Regions from separate parts of the Mus musculus genome. Here region 2 is linked to region 1. A link is a contact called in public HiChIP or PLAC-seq data. All regions are on one chromosome and are shown on one strand. The core of a region is the stretch at or near the end of the contact, and the rest is flanking DNA. Distances in the headings are between cores, read along the strand shown.

Region 1 (3,086 bases), core at 567-3,066:
GCTCATGAAGAGCCACATTCCAGTCTGACGGCTGGCTGTGCACAGTATGCCAGAAAAACGTGCAGTGGGAGGGGCAGACCAGGATTACTTGGTGACAGTCAGAGAAGGTATGACTCAAGATGGCTTTGGTCAGGTCAGGCTGGAACCTACAGTCTCCACATGCAGCTCTATCCCACGTTACAGGAGCCTAGAGCTCCACCACAGTAGGCTTTCCCTAACCCGGCGGTTCTCAGCCTTGCTAACGCTGTGACCCTTTAATACAGTTCCTCATGCTGTGACCTCCAACCATAACACTATTTTCATTGCTATTTCATAACTGTAATTTTGCAACTGTTATGAATTGTAATGTAAATGTCTGATATGCAGGGGAGAGCTGGTGGGCTGACCAACTCAGTAACCACCCAGGTCCAGATCATCAGGGCTTTGAGTTGACCCAACCCAACATCCACCTCATCTATGAACGTCTGGGGCTCATGAAGTGGCCGGACCTGCAGATCCAAAGCAGTAGGACCTCCATGTCACAGAGCAACAACAGGATATCTGGGAGAAGCCCCAGTAAGGATCCAGCATTGATAGCGAAGCAGAAGCCAGAGGTGGAGAAACAGACCAGTGACTCACGGCAATGAACATCTGCAAGTAAAGATGTGTGGACAGAAAGGTATAGCGTGTGACACACTGTGACACACCGCAGCTTCCACGGTGAGATCTTCTATGTTTTGTTTCCTTTTGGTGGGGAGATTGCAAGGGCAGGGGTTAGATATGGAGGGATGGGGAGATGAGTGGGGTTGGGATGCATGGTGTGAAGTTCACAATCAAGGCTGGAGAGATGGCTCAGTGGTTAAGAGCACCGACTGCTCTTCCGAAGGTCCTGAGTTCAAGTCCCAGGAACCACATGGTGGCTCACAACCATCCTTAATGAGATCTGATGCCCTCTTCTGGTGTGTCTGAAGATAGCTACAGTGTACTTAGATATAATAGTAAATATATAAATCTTTATATAAAAAAAGAAATCCACAATCAAATGTTTTAAAATGTTTATGTAAAAAATTTTAAAATTACTAAAAACAAAGAAAACCGAACACGACACCCAGTTGCTCAGGGATGCGCCCAAAATTGCAAGTGACAGCTATAGGCACCCTTACTCAATGGGGCTCTCCTTCCCAACCCGGAACAGGCAGCCCGCAGCCTGGTAGCTGCTTCAGCAGCCACTGGTCTGCCCAGGCTCTTCTCGAAACTCCGGTGATTCTGAACATCCACAGCCAGCCTGGGATGTTTAAGAATTGGAATGAGCTGGCCGGTGGTGGCGCACGCCTTTAATCCCAGCACTTGAGAGACAGAGGCAGGTGGATTTCTGAGTTCGAGGCCAGCCTGGTCTACAGAGTGAGTTCCAGGACAACCAAGGGTACACAAAGAAACCCTGTCTTGAAAACCAAAACAAACAAACAAAAGAGTTGGAATGAGGCACAACCAGCCATCTCACCATCTCTGTCCCTTGGATCAAATGATATAAGAATCTTCAACTTTGCTCGAGTTCCACAGATGAGATGACACAGGACCTGCCCTGACTACAAGGCAATAATGAGAAACTGGCTCACTTAAACTTTTAGAGTAGACACGAGCAAATATGAATGTTTCAAACAAAACCCAACGTTAGTCTTTTTTCTTTTTCTCCCTCCCACATTTTTGTTATATATTCTGAGGGCTGGAGACGGCTCAGCAGTTAAGAGCCCTTGCTGCTCTTGAAGAGGACTTGGTTCTTTCCCCAGGATCCACATGGTGGCTCCCAAGCCCTCTGTAACTCTAGTTCCAGGGTGTGGAATGCCCTCTTCTGGCCTCTGCGAGAATCAGCCGTGCTTGTGGTAGAGACGTAGGTGCAAGGGAAACACTATCTGCATGAACTTTTATCTTTTGACTCTTATGGTTGTGGTCAACAAGTCTCTCCATAATTCTCTAAGATGTACAGGCTGTGGGGGTTGGCTTGGCTCTTCAGCTCCAGCCAGAGACAGATCAGGAGGCCCGCCATTGCCACAGGGAGTCCTAGAAGATCTCAGACTGATTCTATGTCTCCCAGGGTGACTGGTAAGACCCACCCACTCCTGTCCCCGCAATGAATGTAGACCTGATTTCTAACTGAAGAAACAGGAAACGGAGAGCGCACGCTAGGTACAGAATATTAGGTTGGAAAAGGGAAACCTTAAAAGTTAAACATTTAGCTGGGTGTTGTGCCTCCCAGCTATAAGCCAGGTGCTCTGGAGGTAAAGGCAGGAAGAGTGTATCAATCTCGGTTACATATCCAGGCCAGCCTTGGCTGCGGGAGGCCCGTCTCAAAACAAGTGAATTTACTGTGCTTTCAGCGACTAAGGTTGTTCTGAAACAAATGTTAAGGTATTAGTGATTTTAACATAGCAAGTCTTTTTTTTTTTTTTTTTTTTTTGGTTTCTCGAGACAGGGTTTCTCTGTGTAGCCCTGGCTGTCCTGGAACTCACTTTGTAGACCAGGCTGGCCTCGAACTCAGAAATCCGCCTGCCTCTGCCTCCCTGAGTGCTGGGATTAAAAGCGTGTGCCACCACGCCCAGCAACACAGCAAGTCTTAAGAGGTTAAAGACTGAAGCTTAGGAAAGGTGGTATTCAGAGAATGGTTTCTTTATACTGTCATTACTACTGAGATAGCACAGAACACACACACACACCATCCAGATGCACACAGGCAGGCCCAAGGCTGCAGATAACTAACCTGACCCTCAACAAATAGGCTGTCTTCTCTTTCCAACCCAGACCAGGCGGCCTGCAAGCATCAGATAGCAGCAGTCTCACTAGGCAACCCCGAGTAGGTCTAGAATTCTGTATATAGATTAGGAGGGCTTCTAATTCAAAGATCCACATTCCTTGGCCTCTGAGGGCGTTGATTAAAGGCGTGTACAGCCACACCTGACTCCTTCCCATTACCTTAATGCTTTCTGTTTTATTTAGACATGTATGTATATATATACACTGCATGCAGAATTAGAGGAAGCCAGTAGGTGTCCTCTGTCATGCAGCCTTGTTCCGGAGAGACCTCTCACAGAAACTGGGCTGGACCCATCAAG
Region 2 (3,281 bases), core at 122-2,621, 93 kb after region 1:
TGGCCTTGCTGTCGAGGGCCTCACTCTGGAGACCAGGTGGCCTTCAACTCCCGTAGCTCCACCTTCTTCTGCCTCCTGAGTGCTGGAACTAAAGGCATGCACCACCATGCACAGCATTAGGTGGCCATTTAAAAAGACCAAGTAAGATGGTTTATCTTATCGGCAGTAAAGAGAAAGTCAATCTACGTTTGTTTTGAAACACAGTCCCATGTAGCTCAGGCTGGCCGTTAACTCTGGATCTCTCTTTGGCCTCAAGTGCTGGGCTTGCAGGAGTGCACCACCATTCTCTTGGTCTGTGTTCTTGTGGTTCTTTGCTAAATTCTGATTTACTTAAGCTAACTCTGTCTGTCTCCCTCATCACATCCAACTGTTTCTTCTAAAGCTAACCCTTGCTAGGGAAAAGATGCCCATTAAACAATACAAAACTACATAGAGAAAGGCTTGGAAAAAAGACTAATTGCAAATACACACACACACACACACACACACACACACACACACACACACACTTACAAATTTAAACAAAACCCTCAATTTCTCTATATTGCACTAACATGCAAATATACACACATGTGTAGGCCGCTACTCTCTGGAAAGCTTAAACTTAATTCTCATATAACATAAATGCTATGCAGATACACCTAATAATTGTCTAAAATTACAAGAAAAATCTTATATTTCTTGTCAAGTTATGGGATCTTACCTTAATCAGACCAAGACAAATAACCAAAATCATATCTTACAAGAGCTGGGTGTGGTGTACACACCTCTAATTCCAGCACAAGTGAGGACTGTCACGTGGTTAGGGCCAGTCTAGTGTACCCGGAAAAAACTGTCTCAGGAAACAAAACCATAAACAACAAAAGCTGAGCTGTAGCTTGGCTGGAGTGCTCTGCCCCCTGCGGGAAGCCCTTGGTTCTATCCACATCACTATAGGAATGGACGTGGCCTTTAAAGCTGCAACCTCAGCCAGCATTCCCAGAATTATGTAAAGGCAGAAGTAGGAATTTAAAGTCAAGATTTCCATTTGACTACTAAATATGAGAACAAAACAAAAGCCACCTCAGTAGAAAAGACCATAGTGAAGTGAAAAGCTTCCACTGGGCAGGAACGACTTACCAGGGCTGACTTCCCAACGCCTCCTGATCCAAGCACGACGAGCTTATATTCACGCATGGTGCACACTGTCACACTTAGTACCTGGTTAAAGAAGAAGGAAAACAATCTTTAAGTCTTGGTATTTATGTGCTCTTTATAAGACAGCCAGACTAACAGCTTTACATAAAATGATTACTAGACTAGATTCCCATGGGAGCACTGTGCAAGTTTTCTACAGAGTTAGGTTCAAAGTGCGTGCTGTCTCGGTATAGTGCTTGCTGTCAACGCCTTGGCAACTCGAGTCTGATAATCAATCCATGTAGAGGTGGAAGGCAACAGCCAAGTCCACAAAGCTATCCTGATAGTCCCACATGTGATGATGCACATGGTACATGTACTCACACATGCATGTCACACACATGCATAATAATAATGAGGGAAGATACAAAGAGTTACAGACAATACTTTTTAGTTCCCTCTTTTTGGGGCAGAGAAGTATAGTAAATAGCTTATGGGCATGTGACACCACTCTGTTTAGGCGACCCATATACCCTTCTTGACCTGCACCAGAGCAGGCACTAGCCACAGGGAGTTCTAAGACTCCCCTCGCCCCCAACTGTGAGCATCCAAAGACCCACAACTTGCATCCAACTACAAGCACGCTCCACCACAAACAACAGGGTATGTTTTTAAATCTCCCCTAGCAAGTCTCAAGAAGCCCTGTGTCATGGACAGAGAATAATCCTAGATACATTAGGAATAGCATGAGAGGGCAGATCTGCCCTGAACTAGTTTTGGGACATTGTGCAGTAAGGCAAACTGTGCTCAGTGAACTTTTAGAGAATTCCTAAGTACCATCTTATGTTTACCCATAGCTGGGCATTGTATATGATTAAAACTGGATGCATCACGAGAAAGGCAGTGAGCAAAACCAGCCAAGCAAAACAGAGACCCCACCCCACAGCCTCATATTCCCTTTGCAGTCAAACGCCTCCTCTCCTGCCAAGAGCCCATAAAGCAAGGCCCGGGACAACGACCTGGAGCCCTGGGTCCTCCTAATTGAAAGCCTACTCATGTCTCTGCAGCACACCTGACATGTACTATTGCTCTGCTTTTCCCTTGTTAGTATGCAATCTATGTGCACTTCCTTCAATTTACTAATTAAGACCCAAGAATCTAGAAGCAAGCATTAATAATAATTTCAATTAGAATATCCAAGGGAAAAGGAGAAGAAAAAAAGAGGGTTGGGGTGGTGGCTGAGAAACATCACTAAGAGCTTTTTACGACTTACAAGCTAACATGACATACCTACCCCTCTTTTCTCAAACCATCTTAAGACAACAGTAAACAACCTGAACCACATACAACTATCAACTGTAAGTAGCTGAGAACAGGCATATACTCAACGAATAGAGGAAAATCCCTGTTCCCTGGGACAATGTTCTAGAAAAATGACTGTGACATGTAGAACTGGAAACACAGCATCCAGGCACGATGGCGCATCCCTACAATCTCAGAACTCTTAAGACACAGGCTTGAGGCTAACCTGAGCCACACTGTAAGATCCCAGCTCTACAGTTCTTCCATTCTGCAGTCCATGATAACTTACTCCTGCCTCTGCAAGTTTGCCAATCTTTAAGTTTCATAATTTACCTCAAATCATAAAAGCAGCAGTCTGCTCTGCCCAGGGGAGGCAGTTTTCTAGTATGGTCAGTTTTTTGCTTAAGTAAGTAATAACTGTATGCTTAGTATTTCCTGCCTTCTCATGCTGAAGACCCTCACAGCCTCACTTCAGAAAGCTCCCCAGGTCTAGCAGCACTGTCAGAGGCTCTCATCTGACTCCTTGAGCTCATCTCCCTGACCTGCTACAGCAAGACTTGTAACCAAGTAGCCTATGGAGAAGGCAGCTGGCTTTCTGATTCGCACTGTGAGTGGAACCACTTGTCAACACTGTTTGATTCTTTGCTCATCTATCTGTGAGGTTTTGTCTCACATTTGTTTTGGCCTGGGTGGTCTTGCTTTCACCTGTTACAGAGAACGCAGGGAAAAGGCCCCATAAGCTTTTCAAGCTGGCCCATTGGGGACTGAAGATGAGTAAAACCAACCATCAGTTCAGGCAAACATGAGGGACTAAGCTCAAACTTCACCTGGATCACCTATAAAACCCTGATGGTGACAATCAT

What was found. HiChIP or PLAC-seq counts read pairs in DNA pulled down with a chosen protein or histone mark.
Region 2: a contact with region 1 is called in an H3K4me3 HiChIP or PLAC-seq map of intestinal villus epithelium, with 6 read pairs. The contact joins two enhancer-like sites. A contact is called at or near these places in 5 of 484 Hi-C or Micro-C datasets (3T3-L1-derived adipocytes, the Ba/F3 cell line, the HPC-7 cell line and 2 more), 3 of 115 datasets of contacts at active chromatin or transcription factors (embryonic stem cells, intestinal villus epithelium and microglia) and 3 of 9 other capture datasets (adipose tissue, liver and pancreatic islet).

Annotation. Positions count from the first base shown.
Region 1 is chr10:117,729,620-117,732,705 of GRCm38.p6, forward strand. No RefSeq gene overlaps it. Among named protein-coding and RNA genes, the nearest start is that of Slc35e3, 15 kb to the right of the region's middle. Within about 2 kb of position 1,817, at least 60 of the 459 cell types and tissues checked have an H3K27ac peak or open chromatin away from gene starts, as enhancers often do. A contact at or near this core is called in intestinal villus epithelium, where this site is marked.
Region 2 is chr10:117,823,475-117,826,755 of GRCm38.p6, forward strand. Rap1b (RAS related protein 1b) reads right to left here. Exons shown (of 8, transcript NM_024457.2): 2 at 1,120-1,200. The coding sequence starts at 1,176. Among named protein-coding and RNA genes, the nearest start is that of Rap1b, 21 kb to the right of the region's middle. Within about 2 kb of position 1,372, at least 16 of the 459 cell types and tissues checked have an H3K27ac peak or open chromatin away from gene starts, as enhancers often do. A contact at or near this core is called in intestinal villus epithelium, where this site is marked.